2 separate regions of the Mus musculus genome follow, and region 2 is linked to region 1. The links are chromatin contacts, called in public Hi-C maps. All regions are on one chromosome and are shown on one strand. The core of a region is the stretch at or near the end of the contact, and the rest is flanking DNA. Distances in the headings are between cores, read along the strand shown. Region 1 holds the start of Bcl3 (B cell leukemia/lymphoma 3). Region 2 holds the start of Kcnn4 (potassium intermediate/small conductance calcium-activated channel, subfamily N, member 4).

The links. Hi-C and Micro-C count contacts between places; a contact is called where the count stands out from the background.
Region 2: a Hi-C map of Th1 cells shows a contact between it and region 1, with 5 times the contacts expected there. The contact joins the promoter of Kcnn4 here to the promoter of Bcl3 in region 1. A contact is called at or near these places in 3 of 39 promoter capture datasets (cranial neural crest, frontonasal cranial neural crest and maxillary cranial neural crest) and 1 of 484 Hi-C or Micro-C datasets (Th1 cells).

What each region holds. Positions count from the first base shown.
Region 1 is chr7:19,821,328-19,824,486 of GRCm38.p6, reverse strand. Bcl3 (B cell leukemia/lymphoma 3) reads left to right here and starts at 1,732. Exons shown (of 9, transcript NM_033601.3): 1 at 1,732-2,050. The coding sequence starts at 1,810.
Region 2 is chr7:24,368,641-24,371,799 of GRCm38.p6, reverse strand. It overlaps Kcnn4 (potassium intermediate/small conductance calcium-activated channel, subfamily N, member 4), which reads right to left and starts at 1,537. Exons shown (of 9, transcript NM_008433.4): 1 at 1,205-1,537. The coding sequence starts at 1,363.

The DNA.
Region 1 (3,159 bases), core at 483-2,982:
CCATGCGGTGCTATTCCCCTGCCTCTCTAAGTCTACAAAGCCGCCCCGCCCCCCTCCGCCTCCCTGTGACTCAGTGACCTGGACTCAACCCCAGTGTGTGCTCCACCTCCCGGGATGTCCGGGAAAGCCCCGAGCTGCTGCCCCGCCCCGGGGCGGACCCGGAGGAGGCGGAGCCTCTGCCCCGCCTCCCCGGCTCCAGCGGGTTTGAGTCAGGGCCCCAACCAGCCCGGCCTGTTCCCCACCAGCCAGCCCCTCCTTGGGGTGGGAAGGGAAGTGGGGAAAGCTGAGGGAGTCAACCTACACCCCCCAACCCCCACAGTTGTCTGGCCTTGAGCCCTAAGTGAGGCCTGCTGGTCCAAACTCTTAACTCTCCCTATCTACACTTGCATCTCTCAGGATCTGTCTCCAAATCTCCTCTCTCTCTCTGCATCTGGGATTCATTGGCGTTTCGTTCTTTGAGGCCTCTGGCTGGGTGCAGGGACCTGGCAAGGAGACACATTCAGAGCTCTCCTGCACCCCTAGCTATCCTGTGCCCTGCGAGTTAGGAGGCATGAGGAAGGCAGAGGGTGGCTACTTTCTGCCAAGAACCAGTCTCTGCCTTGGGCTGGGCTTTTCTCTCGCACAAAGAGTGAGTCTGGGCTCACCCTGATGGTGCAGACCTGCATCCCACCTCAGACAGGAAGATTCAGGTTCTAAGCCATCCTGGGCTACAGAACAAAGGCAAAGCCAGTCCGAACAGCTTAGTCTTAAAACGGAACGCAAAGAGGGCTGGGAGATCGCTCAAGTGCACAAGCTCCTAGGCTCCAGCATTGCAAAAAGGAAACGGCTCAGAGGGAGAAGTGCATGGCCAAGGTCACCCAAGAGGAAGTAGGACTCAGGATTCAGACCCATGCCCTAGCAACCCTGTGGCCTCTAAGGACTTCAGAGTTGGCACTAAGGGAGATGGCTGAAAGAGTCAGAAATACTAAAGGAAAGATGGGACCAGTGGGAGGGGAAGGTGCTCACAAAAGTAGAAGCGATCGCCAGACACAGCCAAGAGATTCAGAGATGGGGGATTTGGGGGAGGGGCTTAGAAGTATGGATCCCTAGCACGCAGGAGCCTCCCCCCCCCCCCACCAGCCAACAGAAACGTTTGCCGGTTATGGTGTCCCAGGCGAGATGGGAGGTAGAGGAGGGAGGATCAGGAGTTCAAGGTCATCTTCCGCTACACAGCAAATTTAAGGCTAGCCTTCGATCCATGGTCCAAGAAAAAAAGAAAGGAAGGAAGGAAGGAAGGCAGGCTGGCTGGCTGGAAAGATAGATAGATAGATAGATAGATAGATAGATAGATAGATAGATAGATAGATAGATAGACAGACAGACAAATAGATCAAGGCACAGTAGTGCAAGTGTCATTTCAGCACTCAGGAGGTTGAAACAGGAGGAACAGAAGTTCAAGACCACCCTCTACTACATAGTGAGTTCGAGACTAGCCTGGGCTACAGGAGCTCCAGTCTAACAAAGCGAGAGACAGACAGAAGATGTGAGAATCTCAAGGACTCAGACCCAGACAGAGCTCCCGGCCAGAGGCACAATGAGCAGAGTGGCGGGTGGGGACCAGGAGCTCCGCCTCCGAGACGCGGGTCCAGGAAACCCCTGGGGCGGACGGGTGGCCCCGGGGGCCCGGGGGCGGGGAGGCGGGAGGCGGGCGCCGCCCCGACTGACAAAAGTCCCTTCAGTTCAGTCGGCGGCAGGGGAAGTCCCGCTGCCCGGCGAGACCGCCTTCCCGTGCCGAGCTCGCCGCACGCCCCGGCGTCTCCGGGCGGCCCGATGCCCCGATGCCCCGCGGGGGCCATGGACGAGGGGCCCGTGGACCTGCGCACCCGGCCCAAGGGCACCCCGGGCGCCGCGCTGCCACTCCGCAAACGCCCGCTGCGCCCCGCGTCCCCAGAGCCCGCAACCACGCGCAGCCCCGCTGGACCCCTGGACGCCCTGCGCAGCGGCTGCGACGTCCCGGTTGTCCCTGGGCCCCCCCACTGTGTGGCCAGGCCGGAGGCCCTTTACTACCAGGGTGAGTGGCCTCCCCCATGAAAGTCAGGGCCGGGTGGGGGCCACCTAAGGTCAGCAGAACACAGGACACAAATAGTTGGGGTTCCTGGTAGCTGGGACTCCAGGGTGCAAGTTGATGACCCAAAGACAGCTAGGAAAGAGGTTGAGAGGCCCTGGAGCTCAGCCATGGGCGTGCCAAGAAGTTCACCCAGGCAGGTGCCCAAGGGTCAAATGGCCTTGGGGAATGGGGGTCAGAAGACAGCGTCCAGTGTCGCAGATATGGGATCCCAAGACACTCCAGAGACGCAGAATATCTGGTTGGGAGAGACCAGATGTTCAGAACTATGAATAATCGTCACTCGGACCTTGGAAACTGGGGTTCTGGTAAGCAGATATGGGGAGATGAATAGAAATGGACCCAGGATCCAAGGAGGCTGATACGGTAGGTTAAAATCCTGGGAACCGAGGTCTTAGGGCGATAGTGACTGCATTCTGCAGGCTAGTTGTGAGCACTCACAAGTGTCCCTGGGTCAGGTGGCCCTAGGGGCAGGCTTGGGGACTGAGGGTTCTAAGAGAGGGAACACAAGGAATTTAGAAACTGAAGGGCTTCGGTCCAAGGAGAGGGATTCGGGGACCTGGGAAGGGGGGACTTTAGAAAGGGAACCCCAGAGCTGGTCAGACAGCAAGAAACCGGATACCTTTCTCTTCAACTTTTATATCCAGGAAGGGACATCCACCTGCAGTAGGCACATTACTATCTGCTAAATACCCCAGCGCTGCTGAGGTCTCTGGGCCCTCCAGGTTCTTCAGCTACTACCTATCATGCTCCAGCAGGAGGACACTATGTAACAAGAGACCTTCTCCATCTGATGAGAACCCTGCCCTCCATTTCCCCATCTGTGCAATGACCCTTCCCAACGTTGTCATCCAAAAGGGTTCTAAAGGACAAGTTTTCTGACAGCCCCAACTCCCCAGATCCCCTACACCCAGATATTAGCTTGTCATTTATTCCTTCAGCTAATTACTCACAGTGTAATCTTATAACTGAAGTCCCCTGCTGGGTGGTGACAGGGCTCTCTCTGCCCTTAAGGGTCCTTTCTGTAGATGGAGGTCAGACATTTGTGAGAGAAG
Region 2 (3,159 bases), core at 288-2,787, 4.5 Mb before region 1:
CAGTAGACCACTATCTGGTGAGTGGTGCCTTCTGGGGGTAATGGCACTTCTGTATGGTAAGGGTGGGGTGAAGGCTCCACTCCCCACAGTCTCCTCTGTCAGTTACTTCAGAGCACTGCCTGGTGGCACTGGGTAAATGGCAGTGGCTAGATAAGGAGCAAGGAGACGCCTAATGACAACGTCTTTCTCCCTTGCCAGCCCTCCCTTCACCAGAGCTAGGCTATCAAGGATCAGCCTTGTATGGGCCTCAACAAGGCCCAGACCCCCAGTGGTCTGTCTGATAACACTTACCCAAAGGCTAACACTGAGAACTGTCTCCCATGTGTGCGTACGTGTGTGTGCGTGTGTGTGTGTGTGTGTGTGTGTGTGTGTGTGTGTGTGTAGGTTGGGGGGAGCTGGGGGGAGGACGATATCACACTAGCTCAGGTTTCAGGGGTACAGACCCCCCATCTACCTCCATCACATCCAGGGGTCCAGACCCAGCCTTCTTCTCTTAGACCTTAAGAAGTGTAAGACCTCAGTTCTCCTCCCTTAGACCCAGGAGTCCAGACCAGCTCTCTTCTCCCACACCCAGGGGTGCAGACCCCAACCTTTCTCCCTCACACCCCAGCTCTCCTCTCTTCTTCACACCCCGGGGTGGAAGATGCCAGCCTTCCTCCCTCATGCCCAGGAGTATAAGATCTCCTAGCTTTGCTCTCTAACACTCAGGGGTGTAAGACCCCAGTCCCCTTCCCTCACACTCAGGGGTGCAGACTCCAGCTCTCTTCCCTCAGATCCAGGGGATCAGACCCCAGCCCTCCTCCCTCAGACCCAGGGGTCCAGACCCTAGCCCTCCTCCCTCAGACCCAGGGGATCAGACCCCAGCCCTCCTCCCTCAGACCCAGGGGTCCAGACCCCAGCCCTCCTCCCTCACACCCAGGGGTGCAGACCCCAGCCCTCCTCCCTCACACCCAGGGGTGCAGACCCCAGCTCTCTTCCCTCAGACCCAGGGGTGCAGACCCCAGCCCTCTTCCCTCAGACCCAGGGGTGCAGACCCCAGCCCTCCTCCCTCACACCCAGGGGTGCAGACCCCAGCTCTCTTCCCTCAGACCCAGGGGTGCAGACCCCAGCCCTCCTCCCTCAGACCCAGGGGTGCAGACCCCAGCCCTCCTCCCTCACACCAGGCTCCCCGTCCCTTCCCTGCTCGGTGGAAGGCCCCACTCACCTTGCAGCCCAGGAACCACAACATCTCAGCGTGCAGAACCATGAGTCCGATGCCAGTTCCCGCCAGCACCAACGCCCAGCCGGCCACCCTCTTCTCCTGCTCCAGCAGGCGCTTTCTCCGTCTCAGGGCCCCCAGGCCAGTCACCAGCTCCCCGCCCATGGCCCCTGAGGTCTTGGGGCTCAGCCAGCTTCCTGCCCAGGGTCCCCCACCTCTCAGTACGCAAATGGCAGCCAGCTTGGCTTCCAGGCCAGCGGCCTGTTCTGCTCACTCTGGGACTTTTGCTGGAAGGCACAGCCTAGCCCTGTGCCCTCTGGGGAGTGGTAACTGCAGCAGGCAGGGCAGGGCGGGGAGGGACGGGGAGGTCCCTGGGTAGGGGGAGGCTGGCTATCCCATTCCCTTCTAAGACTAAGGAGGGGCTGGGGTGTGTCTTGTGGTCCCGGGCAAGGAAGAAGAGTTCATCCACGTGGGCAAAGACACACTGACACAATAGGTTGTGACTCTCCAACCGTTTGCACTCTGTGGTACACACCTAAAACCCCCACCACACCCAGACACCACAGAGCACCCTATGACAGACCGGAGACGGAGCCCAACACACCAGCACACACCACACAACCTCCACAGAAGTGACTCACACTCCTGAAAGTTCAGAAACCCACAGCCACACCCAGACACCACACACACACATGGTGTGACACACGCCAGCACTTAGCAGGGCAGCAGCGTCCCATTGCACACGGGGCCACCCAAAGGTTGAGCTCACGCAGTCACACATTCAAAGTGGGGCGGGGGAGGGGCTGGAAAGTCAGGCACAGCGAGTGAAAGTGAGCGCTCCTCTCCAGAGGAGTATAACTTCCGTTTCTAGCACCTACTTGCTGGGTGGGTGGCTTGAAACCACCTGTAACTTCAACTCCAGGAGATGACGCCCTTTTCCTGGTTTTTGGGAGCCCCTGACACATGTGGCTGATATTCACATACATGCATGCGCATAAAAAAAAATAAATCTTAAATGATAATTTTTAAGTGGGACCAGGGATGGAGTGCAGCTGTTAGTGGGCTCCTTTGAATCACAGACTCTCTGAGGTAGATCCCAGCATGGCATAAAGTGGGCAATGGTGCATGCCTGACTCTTGGTACTAGGAAACTGGGGCCAGGAGGATCAGCAGGTCTCAATCATTGTCAACTATGAGTTCAAGGTCTGCCTGGGCCACATGAGACCCTGTTTCCAAAACCAAAACCAAGTAAAACACTATAATATTCTACGATACAAAGAGCTAAGCATCAACGACCACACGGGACATGTACCAGGAGCCACACAAATACACAGCAGGTCTGAGCACACCAATTTGTAAGAATCACCAGGCACAACACACATGCGTCAACAGACACACAAGGGGGTGTGAATGTGAAACACAGAGAGATGCCCCATATGTGTAAACACCTGTGGTGGCAGACACTGTCATCCAGCGCCCAGAAAACAGGAAATGCACACTAGCTCACATCATTGTGTGTGGGACTCACACACACACACACACACACACACACCTGACATTGATCCTGACATACACTGGTGCACTTGACACTCTGCATACCTTAGCACAGAGAACAGTCAATGGAAGTGTGCAAGCAACGCCTACCCAGCGTTGGACATTCTAGGACATTCTAGCCACACAGGACACAGTCCAGGATGATATGAACCCTTTGGAGGGGATGGGGTTGGATTCGGACCCACAAGAACACCAACGTCCAGATTAGCACACCATCAATCCAACATCACGCACAATACACATACCCGTTATACTCCCATGTGCATGGCCACACAAACACCACACTCAGGGAAGAGAAAGGCCCTCAGCGTGGGCATATATCCTGATATAAGTAACAGAGCTATTTCACTGAGTCAGACTGGGTGTTACATGCACATTTACACACACACACACACACACACACACACA